Regions from separate parts of the Ovis aries genome. Here region 1 is linked to region 2. A link is a contact called in public Hi-C data. All regions are on one chromosome and are shown on one strand. The core of a region is the stretch at or near the end of the contact, and the rest is flanking DNA. Distances in the headings are between cores, read along the strand shown.

What was found. Hi-C and Micro-C count contacts between places; a contact is called where the count stands out from the background.
Region 1: a contact with region 2 is called in a Hi-C map of hypothalamus, with 9 times the contacts expected there. The contact joins two enhancer-like sites. A contact is called at or near these places in 9 of 16 Hi-C or Micro-C datasets (blood, hypothalamus, liver and 5 more).

The regions. Positions count from the first base shown.
Region 1 is chr16:4,627,817-4,631,799 of ARS-UI_Ramb_v3.0, reverse strand. No RefSeq gene overlaps it. Among named protein-coding and RNA genes, the nearest start is that of NEURL1B, 52 kb to the right of the region's middle. Within about 2 kb of position 1,404, at least 8 of the 54 cell types and tissues checked have an H3K27ac peak or open chromatin away from gene starts, as enhancers often do.
Region 2 is chr16:4,415,657-4,419,505 of ARS-UI_Ramb_v3.0, reverse strand. No RefSeq gene overlaps it. Among named protein-coding and RNA genes, the nearest start is that of SH3PXD2B, 34 kb to the right of the region's middle. Within about 2 kb of position 1,300, at least 7 of the 54 cell types and tissues checked have an H3K27ac peak or open chromatin away from gene starts, as enhancers often do.

The sequences.
Region 1 (3,983 bases), core at 155-2,654, 210 kb before region 2:
GAACAACCCTGGGGGTAGGGAGTAGGGCTGACAGCAAGGCTGGGCTGGAAGAGATGGCTCTGCAGTTGGCTCCAGACAGCCTTGGGACCACCTGTTGGGGGACAGAGGCTCGAGGGAGACCTGGATTGTTCACAGTTGTAGAGAAGATTTCTTTTCTTCTGGAGGTGGGGATGACCGTAGCAAAGGGGGTGGCGAATCAGCTACCGCCAGGAGCTGAGGGTAGATGGGGACTGCTAGAGCATCTCCCCGGCACCTCCCTGCATTCCTGCCCTGTGGTGGCACTGGGCATCCCCTCTCGGAACCCCGTCTCCATGGCTCCACGGTGGGGCAGGTCCCCCTTAGGGGATGCCAGAGGGGATGCAGGCCAGTGCCGATTTGATGGCCTGGGGGCGGTCAGCTCCCCACTCAGCTCAGTCAGTGGGGGAGGCCTGGCCCTTCCCACGCCCTTCCTGGAATGCAGGGTTGCTCCCGGGAATTGAACGAAAGTGTGACTTTCCCTCTGGAGTCTGAGGTCAGTCAGCCTCCCAGGCCTGGGCCAGCATTCTTGACAGGGAGCCAAAACAAGCCTGGGGTGAGGGGCTGGGGCCAGCTCAGAGGCCTGGGGGCCCCCGCCACCTGATGGCCCCTCACTTTCATTCCTTGTGGGTGGGAGGTGGGCTACTGCCAGAAATCGCATGCTGCGGGAGGGAGACGTTGAAATCAACTTTCTGCTGTTTGGGAGCCCTGGGCTGGCCACCAGCAGGGGCTGCCAGCAGTGTCCTGAGCGCACTCCTTGAGGGAGGGCAGGCCCAGAGGGAGGTCCAAGGGGCTGCAGCGGCCAGAGGTGGCCCCTGGCTAGGCTGGGACAGGGAGAGGGGAGTGGCGTGGTGGGCCTACAGTCCCGGTAGGGACAGTGGCCGCCACACTGGGTGCCGCCGACGTGCCAGCCACTTCCTGACACAGAGCGTCCTGATCATCCACGGGGGCTGACACCCTTCCCTCAAGGATGTGGAGGCTCAGAGAGGGCCCGTAACTCGCTCCACCGCAGAGGCGGGGCAGGACCTTCAGGCCTGTCTGTCTCCCAAGCCCGCGTTCTCATCCCCTGACCCCCACCTCGTGCTAGACTTCATCACAGTGGATCCACCTGCTGGGAACCGAGAAGCCAGGGTGTAGCCCCCTCAAAGGGCTTCCCTGGTGGCTCAGATGGTAAAGAATCTGGCTGCATCGCAGGAGACCCGGGTTTGATCCCTGGGTCGGGAAGATCCCCTGGAGAAGGGAATGGCTACCCACTCCAGTATTCTTGCCCGGGAAATCCCATGGACAGAGGAGCCTGGCGGGCTACAGTCCATGGGGTCACAAAGAGTCGGACACAACAGAGCCGCTAACGCTTTCACACCAGCTCGGTCAGGACCTGGGGAGTGAGTGCTCTACAGCCCCACCTAGAGGCCGTGAAGTGAGGCGCAGAGAAGGCGCCTCCTAATCTCATCCACACAGACTTCCAGATGAACGGCATTCCCTAGAGGCATCTTGGGGAGACCGAAGTGCCCCAGCTTGTTGTTCTGAGTGTGGCCATGACCTCCGGCCTGTCTGGCTGACTCCTGAGTAGTTCCCCCAGACTCCTCAAAGGATGGCTGAAGTCTTTCCCTAGCATGGGAGAGAGGCGAGAGGGGAGTCTGAGGCTCTGAATTCAGAGAGAAAGGTTTAGACCTGGGCAAGTCATAGCCAGGAGGGGCAGGGGCTGAGGAATTGGGGCCAGCCTGCTCAGAGCACTCTTTTGCAGCTGCCCCAGGGGCTTCTGGAAGCTTCTCCTGGGTGCATTTAACAGCCAAGATTGGGGCTTGGTTCCCATAGCTGGATGCCTGGAAAGTTGATGTTTTCCACATCTCTGTGTGGGAGCCAAGATCAGCTTCCAAGAGCCAGGAGACTTGAGCCTGAAGGGAGAGGCAAAGATTTCCTGTCCCCGGAGTTGGACTAGTGGGCATTATGTAAGCTGAGGACCCAGCCTGACACAGCTTTTCTCGCTCCTTCCCCTTCTAGGTGCTGAGTCTGGTTCCCTCCCCTCTGCTTCTCTTCCGCCCCCTCCTCTCTCACTTTTCCTGCTCTCTCTTCTCTTTCCCCTTCTTCTCTTCCTCCGCACCCCCCTCCCCACCCCACACATAATTTACTCACAGACAAGCTGTGATGCCATGGAAGGAACCAGACTTGATTCATATCCTGGGCTCCACAGCTCACAAGTTGTGTGATTCAGGCAGGGCATTGTACTCTCTGAGCCTCTCTTTCCTTGTCTGTAAAATGGGACCATAATACTTCCCTGAATGGCTGTTTGTAGGTCAATGAAAACACAGGTGCATATGTTTCAGGCCCACTTGCCCTTGAAAAATCACTAAATTCAGATTCTGGGAAATCATTACTAAAAGAAAGAGAAGGAATTATTTTGTTTTTGAGAGGCCATAGACCGTGGGAAAAAGTTCCTTAAGCTGTCTGAATCCTGGTTTTTTCTCCATTTGTTTTAGTCGCTAAGTTGTATCCGACTCTTTGACGACCCCATGGGCTGTAGCCCACCAGGCTCCTCTGTCCATGGGTTTTCCCAGGAATACCGGAGTGGGTTGCCATTTCCTTCTCCAGGGTATCTTCCCAATGCAGGGATTGAACCGCTGTCTCCTGCATTGGGAGGCAGGTTCTTTTACCACTAACACCACCTGGGAAGCCCTACCACATAGTAAGTGGTCATTAAATGATTTGCTATTATCATTGATTGTTGTCATGCAGGAACCCAGGGAACGAGGGAAAGAGAAATCTCCATGTATACACTGTGGCAAAACTCCTCTGAGGCCAGCTGCATCAGGGATGCTCAGGGTCAGGGCGTGGGCTTTGCCTGCTGAAGCATTAGACAAGAATATGATGTGACTGGGTGCATGGTTCAGCTTGAACTTCCAGGAAAAAGAGGGATGCTTAATGTAATTATCACCAAATGGTCCAGAGCCTTTGTTATTGGATTTGATCCAGGAGCCTCAGAACTCCACTGCTCTGAACATGTCTGGTTTGGGGGCTTCCTTCCCTTTCCAGGTTGGTTGATTCTTGAGGGAAAAGGCCATGTCATACCTAGTTTTGTATCAGGTGTGGGTATGTGACAGAGATTGGTTCAGGGGATTAAGCTTTTCACTGAAGTGGTCAATGGAAATACAGACAGCCCTGAAATTTTCCTGAAACTTTTCGAAAGAGTTACTAAGCTGGCATGGTATGAGCTAGGAGCTCCTGGAGGATTTCTTTGCTACCACAAAGGGAGAGCCTGCCTGAGCATGATGTCAACCGAGAGGACAGCAGAAGAGAGAGACAGGGGTAGATATCCAATAGCATCATGTGAACACCTGGATCCAGCCATTCCTGAAGCTGGAAGACTTGTTTAGTTGTGTGAGTTGTTTCCTAGGTTAGGTTTTTTCTGCAGCTGGGTTTCAGGCTCTTATAACCGAAAGGACCAAGATAAATAGAGTCTTCCCCCCGCCCCCAGTTTCCTTAAAAAAGTCTTATTAGATGGCATCCATGAAAATATCTCCTGGCCCAGTACAAGTGGCTGATATCATGAAAAGGATACATAGGAGGCGAGAAAGATGCCTATGTTCTGGGCAGACTCTGCCGTCGAGACCCAAGGGATAGGTGCAGATTGTACCTCTGAAGGATTCTGCCTTTCCTCTGGAGCAGGCATTTGTCATTGTCACTAAGCCACGTCCAACTCTTTGTGACCTCAGGGACTGCAGCCTGCCAGTCTCCTCTACCCTCTGTGGGAGCAGGCACACCTGGGGCCTAACACTTCTTATACCTTGGAGGGGGTCCGGTTCCCTCCCTGTCAATTAGGGAGACAAATATGTTTGTGAAGATTCATTGAGAGACTGTGTGCAAATCATGATTTCTTCTGTTTAATAAATCCTGGTTCATTTCTCTTTTGCCCCTAAAATTCAGTCACCAAGCTGGGCTGTTCTAACAAGTCAGGAGGAACATGCCTGGGC
Region 2 (3,849 bases), core at 51-2,550:
AAAACCAGGTCAGCATGATTCCAGAAGCAAACTCTGCCCGTGACACCAGTCACTCGGGGGGAAAAAAGTGACAAGACAAAAATCTGTGCAAATGTTCATAGAAAGATATATTTAGCCAAACTAGTGAAAAAGAACAGTTTTAAGAAGTCCAGACTGAAGTATAAGTTGCAGGAAAACATTTCCTCTCAATCATCGAAAGAAATCCTGCTCCTTCTCCTCCAGCCTGGTTCTGTCCCTCTTCCTCTGGGATTTCAAAGGGTAGTAATATGCAAGGGCTTCCCTGGTAGCTCAAGAGGCATAGAAACCGCCTGCAATGCAGGAGATGTGGGTTTGATCCAGAAGATCCCCTGGAAAAGGAAATGGCAACCCCTCCAATATTCTTGCCTGGAGAACCCCATGGACAGAGGAGTCTGACAGGCTACAGTCCTTGGGGTTGCAAAGAGTCGGACGTGACTGAGCAGCTAACGCATACACAATAATAAATAACAACGGCAATAAATGGGTCTTATCTCGCCAACAGGCTGATCATTCTCCCTGTATCTCCCAGAGACACCCACGCAGGTCTGGGCACAGCACTGACTCTCCACAAAGGCCGCTGGTTTGGGGCTGGATGGAAAATGGGGAACGTATCATGGTTCTTTAGCCCGACAACTGGAGTTCAGATCCAGCTTGCCCACTCCGAGCCGTGTGACACTGCGCAAGTCACTCTCTCCGTCTGACCCTTGCAGGGCCCTTAGCACACTGTGGGGCAGGCAGGACTCACTGGAGAACATTTCCTCTCCATCCCTGCCTCCTTGCTCTTACAGAAGCAAGACTGGCATAGTCACAGTGAGCATGGATCCAGTCCCCTGTGTGAAGCCACCATGAGTTGTGAGTTGTGAAAACTGACTCACTCAGGCTGCAGCTGAGTCAGCCCCTGCACCTTCAGCATCTGTGGGGGCTCAGAGTGGAAGGCAGATGAATGGGGGAGTGCGCATCTTTGGCGAAGCAGCTCTAGCATTTTCAAGCTTGGCACTGCCCTCTCACGTGGAGGATAGAGCGGGCCTCACCTGTGTACCTGGGCAGCATCTCTCTACAAAACTGGGTCCGCGTCAGGGCACCTGGAGTGGGCGTGGCAGTCCCAGCCAGAGCGAGCTCAGAGTGGGGGGCTGTCTGGCCGCTCGTTTCAGATGAAGACACAATCAACTGAGAACCAAATTAGAATCTGATGGGTTTGTCTGTCATCCAGGACTCTGTCCACCCAAGAATGCTTTTAAAAGAGGCGACAAAGCCCTCTGGTGGCGAGTGAGCTGGCTGCTGGAAAAGTCTTCTATGAGCACGCGGGGAATAAGAAGGCAGTGACTGCCCCCACCTGGCGGGAGACAGGAAGACAGGACTCTTGATTACAGAGCCAAGAGTCCCAACAGCCCCAAGCTGACAAAGTAGCCGGTAACATTGACCTTTCAATAAGCACCTGCTGTGTGCCGGGCTCTTTCCGTGAGCCTTCTCATTTAATCCTCACAACAATCCTTGCAGTGCCCATTACACAGAAGAAAACACTGAGACTTCAAGCGGTTTGCTGCTCTGGCCAAGGTCACTCAGTTGTTCAATAGGAGAACCAGGGTCAAACCCAGGCCAAAGCGTCCCAACGCCCAGGCTCTATTTGCCAGATGGGGAGGAGAGAGGAAGGGATGCAAACAGCATTGGTTGAGCATCGTCTGCGCCCTGGACGGCGTGGCTCCTTTGTGATAAGAGCTGCCAACACTTTCCAAGTGCTTGCTACGAGTCCACTGTGCTCTGTTCTAGGGGCATTCTCCAAGCCAGCTCTGTTCACCTTCACAATAACTCTGGGAAGTAAGTGCTACTGGTATTTCCAGTTTATAAATGAAGCCCGGAAAGGATAAGTACCCAGGATTGCCCAGAGTTAAGCTGGGCCTTGACCCAGGTAGTCCAGAGGCAGAGCCTGTGTATGCCTACTGTGAACTTCTCAGATGAGCACTCATCCTTCTGAACAGGGAAAGCTCACCATGCTTGATGAATATCCACAAGATTGCTTCATTGTACCCTGGTCCTCTTGTAACTGATGAGTAAAGCATAGGACAGCTCTGCAAGACCATGCAACAGTTCTGTCCAACAAACTTTCACCTACCAGCTTTAGCCTTCACTCACAATCTTCGCCTGCAACCAATTATTGCTTACCAAATGGTGATTTTATACTCTTTCATCCCTTCTAACTGTATTCATTGGTACTCTACTATAAAAGAGAGCTCTCTTTCCTCTTCTTCAGTGTTGTTATCAGTCAGTCAGTTCAGTCAGTTCAGTTGATAAGTCGTGTCTGACTCTTTGCGACCCCATGAATCGCAGCACGCCAGGCCTCCCTGTCCATCACCAACTCCCGGAGTTCACTCAGACTCACACCCATTGAGTCCGTGATGCCATCCAGCCATCTCATCCTCGGTCGTCCCCTTCTCCTCCTGCCCCCAATCCCTCCCAGCATCAGAGTCTTTTCCAATGAGTCAACTCTTCGCATGAGGTGGCCAAAGTATTGGAGTTTCAGCTTCAGCATCATTCCTTCCAAAGAAATCTCAGGGCTGATCTCCTTCAGAATGGACTGGCTGGATCTCCTTGCAGTCCAAGGGACTCTCAAGAGTCTTCTCCAACACCACAGTTCAAAAGCATCAATTCTTCAGCACTCAGCCTTCTTCACAGTCCAACTCTCACATCCATACATGACCACAGGAAAAACTGTAGCCTTGACTAGATAGACCTTAGTTGGCAAAGTAATGTCTCTGCTCTTGAATATACTATCTAGGTTGGTCATAACTTTCCTTCCAAGGAGTAAGCATCTTTTAATTTCATGGCTGCAGTCACCATCTGCAGTGATTTTGGAGCCCTGAAAAACAAAGTCTGACACTGTTTCCACTGTTTCCCCATCTATGAAGTGATGGCACTGGATGCCATGATCTTCGTTTTCTGAATGTTGAGCTTTAAGCCAACTTTTTCGCTCTCCTCTTTCACTTTCATCAAGAGGCTTTTAGCTCCTCTTCACTTTCTGCCATAAGGGTGGTATCATCTGCATATCTGAGGTTATTGATATTTCTCCCGGCAATCTTGATTCCAGCTTGTGCTTCTTCCAGCCCAGCGTTTCTCATGATGTACTCTGCATAGAAGTTAAATAAGCAGGGTGACAATATACAGCCTTGACGCACTCCTTTTCCTATTTGGAACCAGTCTGTTGTTCCATGTCTAGTTCTCACTGTTGCTTCCTGACCTGCATACAGATCTCTCAGGAGGCAGGTCAGGTGGTCTGGTATTCCCGTCTCTCTCAGAATCTCCCACAGTTGATTGTGATCCACACAGTCAAAGGCTGTTGCATATAGATTCATGGATTTTAAAAATTCAATATATTATTATCCATTTTCATTGCTCTTCTTTTTGATATTTACGTCATGTCCAAATTGACCAGTGGGAAGCCCTTCAAGCAAACTCTGTGTCCCTTCTGTCCTTTCTAACGACTGTCTGTGCGTCTATTTCTGGCTGCGTCGGGTCTCAGCTGTGGCCCGCAGGCTCCCCCCTGCTGGCGGTGCGCAGGCTGCTCTTCGATTGTGGCATGTAGGCCCAGCTGCCCCTCGGCATGTTGGGTCTTAGTTCCCTGACCAGGGATCAGACCTGTGTCTCCTGCATGGGAAGGCAGATTCTCAACCACTGAACCACGAGGGAAGAGCCTCCTTTTGGTCCTTTCATCTCGCCTTCGTTGGCCTTTAAGCTGCAGACTTAACCTGTGCTCTCCATGCCCCAACCCAGGAATCTCTCATTTCATCAGAGTTCTTTTTGGTGAGAAATGGTGTTTAGAAACCTAACAGCTAGGGG